Regions from separate parts of the Macaca mulatta genome. Here region 1 is linked to region 2. The links are chromatin contacts, called in public Hi-C maps. All regions are on one chromosome and are shown on one strand. The core of a region is the stretch at or near the end of the contact, and the rest is flanking DNA. Distances in the headings are between cores, read along the strand shown.

What was found. A called contact is a pair of places that touch in the nucleus more often than the background predicts.
Region 1: a Hi-C map of liver shows a contact between it and region 2, with 3 times the contacts expected there. The contact joins the promoter of RBM15 here to the promoter of LAMTOR5 in region 2. A contact is called at or near these places in 3 of 14 Hi-C or Micro-C datasets (CD4 T cells, cortical neurons and liver).

Annotation. Positions count from the first base shown.
Region 1 is chr1:129,855,688-129,858,387 of T2T-MMU8v2.0, reverse strand. RBM15 (RNA binding motif protein 15) reads left to right here and starts at 1,402. Exons shown (of 2, transcript XM_001100087.5): 1 at 1,402-2,700. The coding sequence starts at 2,279.
Region 2 is chr1:129,788,271-129,790,970 of T2T-MMU8v2.0, reverse strand. LAMTOR5 (late endosomal/lysosomal adaptor, MAPK and MTOR activator 5) reads right to left here and starts at 1,306. Exons shown (of 4, transcript XM_001101104.5): 1 at 935-1,306. The coding sequence starts at 1,203. LOC144332103 (a long non-coding RNA gene) reads left to right here and starts at 1,160. Exons shown (of 3, transcript XR_013399863.1): 1 at 1,160-1,293.

The sequences.
Region 1 (2,700 bases), core at 153-2,652, 67 kb before region 2:
TATGTATTTTAAACTTTTTCCATAAAAATAGTTTAAGGAAAGTTAAAAATGTTATTTTCTAAACTGAAGGAGTAATAGCGCGCCCTTTGTAGAAACAAAAGATTTCTACAAAGAAAAGTGAAGTCTCCCTCCGACTCCAGATCCTTACACCCCTCCTCAGGGCAATCCTAGGAACAATTTCCCACGTAGTTGTCAAGAAAGTTTCCACGAAAATATTTTTAAATGTACATACTCATAAAATACAAATATTTTTAAAACCACAAATGGTAGCGTATTATACACGTTATTTTATGCCTTCTGAAGTTTTATTTCCTATTTTAATACAATGAATATGTCTACACATTACAATATTGTGGATTTTTATGCTTTACAATTGAGCTTCTTCCTTCAAGTTTCTTTGATTTATTCAAGAGATAAAAGGCCTACAGCTTCATATTCCTCAGGATTATTTACAAAAAGAAGGATGGCTCAGCCAAGGCTAAATTTAGGTTACAGTTCCTAATATTAACAGTTTTCAAGTTTAGGTTTCAGCTTTTGGGACATTATTGTTATCCTGAAAAATGTCATGTTTAAAAACACCTCACACCTCTACTATAGATTGGATCTTGGGAAATAGGGTTGAGGACGGGATCAATATAACCTCCGCCCCGGCGCATACCCGGGAGAGCTGCAGACGGTCTAAAGGATGTGGTGACCTCAGCGCTGCGTCCCTGCAGCAACCGGCGAGTGCTGGGGCACAGGCCATATCCCCCTAAGCTCGGCATCGCCTGCACCTCTCACAGGTGCTCTGTCCGCCACAGTAACGCTCTATGGAAATTAAAGTTGTAAGGCGAACGACAGAAGGAGCCAAACGAAGTGGATCCGGAGCGGCCACAAGGTGCCTGTGCTGCTGGCTTTTAACACACAAAAAGAGGAGTGCCAAGGAATACAAGAAGCCACAGGGGGAATAAAAAGCGACATATCTGCATGGAGCCTAAATTTCGCTCGATGATTTTCAGGGAAGAAGCATTACATATTAAAAACAAACATTGCTATTTTACGGGAATACCGGATTTAAAAATCCACACAGATTCGCAACATAAAACAGGCAGCCCAAAGACACGTCCGCGGTGTCCTGACAGTTCCGGCTCCGCCCGCGGGCCACGAGGCGGGGATCGACGGTCACTCCCCTCGGTTGCCCAGAGTACTTGGGCGGCAACGGGGAGCGCCGGGGGGAGACAAGCTCCTGGGCTAGGGCTGCGTCTCAGCCACCTTACTTAGCTCTCGAGGTCCCGCGTGTTACGTGTTAGCACCGCCCCGGGGCGTCAGCGTGACCCGGGGCTGCAGGAACCGTGAACTCCCTGCCCCGCGGGCCCAGGTGACCGCGGGCATCGCTATCCCGCGCGCGGGGGGCGGGGCTTCCCCCGGCTGTACACTCAGCTACCACAGCGACATAAGATGGTGTCCGCTAGGCGTCCCAGGACGGCTTCCTAAGGGACTGGAGGGCCCCGACAGCCGGAGAGTCTGCCCCGCCCCTTGGCCGGCACAGGTAGGACGGCGGGGAGCTCAGAAGTTTCGAACTCCAAGGGCCGAAGCACAGCCAAATACCCCACGGAACTTAACAAATGTTTGTGGGGAGAACGCCAAAAACGCGGGGAGGCGGGGCTGGCGCACAGTCACCCTCTCGCGACATCTAAGTGACGTCGCATAGCAAGCACGTGTTCTAGTCTTTCACCTTCAGTCAGCCTCCTCCGTTATATGGGCCTACCCCTTTAAGCGAGTGATGGACAGTTACTTCAGCCTATCAACTTCCTTGCAGACATCCAATCAGATTTAAACTTCTTTTAGCCGCCGGAGGAGTTGGAAAAAGGGGGTCGAAAGAGGGAGCTCACCGTCTCTCGCGATATCGCTGTGAGCCTGCCTCTCGAAAAAACGCCGAAACTTGGCCCCACCTCCCAAATAGTGGTTTAAAGGACGGGTTTATAAGCCAATGAAAGGGATGAGGAGGCGGGGTTGCTGCTTTCACTGAGCAAGAAGTACCGTTACAGGGCAGACTTTTTGTCCAATCAACACAGCTACACTTTGGGTCACGTGACCGCAGAGTGCGAGGGGCGGAGCTACAGCCTGGCGCGAGGAACCGTTAAGATAGACAACAAATGTAACCAATGAGGTACTCTGACTAGGGGGTTGGGAACCCAATAACAGTGGTTGGGCGGGCGCCTTCCTGGAGCGCGGGGAGATGTAAAGATAGACAAATAATTTTCCCAATGAGACTGTAGAAGAGAGAGCTAATTGGCCAATGAGGACTGCGGGGCGGGACCCTGTGCCGCGGCGGAGTCCAAGATGGCGGCGTGCGGTTCCGCTGTGTGAAACGAGCGCGGGGCGGCGGGTTGATCAGCTCCGCGGAGACGACCTCCGAGGACCCGCAACAATGAAGGGAAAAGAGCGCTCGCCAGTCAAGGCCAAACGCTCCCGTGGTGGTGAGGACTCGACTTCCCGCGGAGAGCGGAGCAAGAAGTTAGGGGGCTCTGGTGGCAGCAATGGGAGCAGCAGCGGAAAGACCGATAGCGGCGGCGGGTCGCGGCGGAGTCTCCACCTGGACAAGTCCAGCAGTCGAGGTGGCAGCCGCGAGTATGACACCGGTGGGGGCAGCTCCAGTAGCCGCTTGCATAGTTATAGCTCCCCGAGCACCAAAAATTCTTCGGGCGGGGGCGAGTCGCG
Region 2 (2,700 bases), core at 57-2,556:
TGGTGGCGCATGACCATAATCTCAGCTACTCGGGAGGCTGAGGCAGGATAATCGCTTAAACCCCCAGAGGCGGAGGTTGCGATGAGCCGAGATCATGCCATTGCGCTCCAGCCTGAGAAACAAGAGCGAAATTCCGTCTCAAAAAAAAAAAAAAAAAAAAAAAAAGAAAAGAAAAGAAGAAAACAAAAGAAAAGAGTTCTAATTAATTAATTTAAATAAACCAGTTTCTCTCTGATGAGAGAAAAAAATGTGTACTGCTGAGTTCTGCAGGGCCACAAACACTGAGTGAAAAACATCTAGGATGTTTTCACTCTTGTTAAAAAATGCATGTTTTAGTACTAACTCATTTAAAACAGCCGTTGAAAAACTCTTAAGTTACCTCCTGGAGGGTAAGTGGAAGCTGAGGGACATCGGTGGTAGGCAGGTGTCTCTCTGTACCCTTTATACTTTTCCAGTTTTGAATTTTACATAGATACTGCTCGTTCGAAAAATTTGAAGGATGATTGTTATCTACTGAAGCACCAAGTAACTGATAGGTTACACACAAGGAGATACGCGTCTGTTTACACTGCAGGGCTCAACTCTGCACAACCGGCACAATCTTCCCAAAAGTCAACCCGTTTCCTAAAACTCGTGCGGAACAACCCTGACCCTAAAGACGATTTCAACAATGAGATAGGCAGTTTTGGCCCGTGGCCTGGGCCCAGGAGACTCGTTCAAGAGGGAATGTGCGCTGCCCGGCAGGATTTTAATTCCGGGTCACCTGCCCCGCCCTGCGGCCCTTGGGTAGGGCTTAGTCCCCTCATCCCGTGTCCCAGGGGTCGCGACACGTCCCCGAGACGCCCTGGCCGGCACTCGCAGGTCGCGCCTTTCGTCCCGCTCAAGTTCCTCCGCCGCGACCTCAGAACAGGCCGAAGAAGCGCGCACTACTCACGTGTCTTCCAAGTGCTGCTCCAAGGTCGCCTCCATCCCATCCACCGACCACCCTGACCCAGAACCCAGCGGCACGACACGTCCTTCTCCAGCACAGTCCTCAGTCACTTGACGCGAGGGGGGCGTGGGCCGTAACGGCGCCTCCAAAGGGACAAAATTGATCACGGTGCAACGTCCGCGTTCTTTACTGGAAAACATCACTGCGCTTCCGCCGCACAGAGCCCGGCGAAGGCTTGGGCTGCCGACGCGGTGACCCGCTCCTGGCTCCATGGCGGAACCGTCCCGCAGGGATTATTCCCCTGTAGGAAGAGAGGTCTGCAGCCGGGCCTCAGTATCTCAGTTCGTGGCCTGGCATTTTGTGTCAGTGTTTTTTAACCTTTGGACCCTACTTCAACCTAGTCCGAGACCTAGGGGACAGATCTTAAAGTTTTACAATAACCCAGGGGTCAGACAGGGTCTGATCTAGCCTGTGGGGCAAGTACGGGGAAGACACGGGACCTCTGGGAGGGGCTCAGTAGGCTCGTAGGGGGAAGGACGCACACAGGGACTAAAGGACCAGATGGAGCAAGGTTCAACTCCCCAGCTGAGTGTTGGCAAAGTGTCGGGATTTTAACGAAGACATTGGTGCTTATTATGGTGAGGGGACTCCGGACAGTTTAGGGGAAGAGAGTGGCATTTGGGTCCTAACTTGTAAGGAAGACTGGGTAGGACTATTTAAAAATAACTTTAAAAAATTAATTATAAAGCTGGTGAAAATAAAGGAAAACACCTATGGCCCCACTGTCCACAGATGACTTTTAACCCCTTGGAGAATATCCTTCCAGATAGTTGTCTTTGCAAATGTGTACTTTTAATGTTTTTTCGTTTGCCTTTAAAAAAAATTTTTTGGGGGGCACAGGGTCTTGTGCTGTCACCCAGGCTGTAGTGCAGTAGAACAGTTATAGCTCATTACAACCTCGACGTCCTAGGTTCAAGCTATCCTCCCCTCTCAGCCTCTCAACTGGCTAGGACCACAGCCTCGAGTCATCATGCCTGGCTAATTTTTACATTTTTTTGTAGAGATGGGGGTCTCGCTGTGTTGTCCGGGCTGGTCTTAAACTCCTTGCCTCAATAGTCCTCACACTCTAGCCTCCCAAAATGTGATTGCAGGCTGAGTCACCACGCCCAGCATGTTTTTTTTTTCTTTTGTAAGCAAAATTGACATACATACTGGAGGTACAATTCTGTAGCTGGCCTTCTTTACAGAGTTTAGAATAAATGTCTTTCCATGTCAAGTTTTCACTTACATCCTTTGTAATTGTTGCAAAATATTCCATTTTATAGCTGTATCTTAATTGTGGATTAAGGTTGGAGTGCAGTGGCACTATCACGGCTTAGTCCAGCCTCAGCCTCGTAGGTTCAAGTGATCTTCCCACCTCAGCCTCCCAAGAAGCTAGGACTACAGGGACGCCCCACCACACCTAGCTAGTTAAAAAAACAATTTGTAGAGGTGGGGTCTCAGTGTGTAGCCCAGTCTCAAGTGACCCTCCCTCCTTGGCCTCCCAAAGTGCTGAGATTGCAGGTGAGCCTCTATACTAACACTTTTTTTTTTTTTTTTTTTTGCTTTTGTTTGTTTTTTGTTTTAGCTGTTACAGTGCTGGTTGAATATCCTCATAGCTAAATATTTGTGCAGTTTTAAAATTTCCTTATAAGTTGCTAGAAATGGAATGACTGGGTTAAAGGACATGGTCATTTTTTAAGACTTTTGATACATACTTACAAATTGCC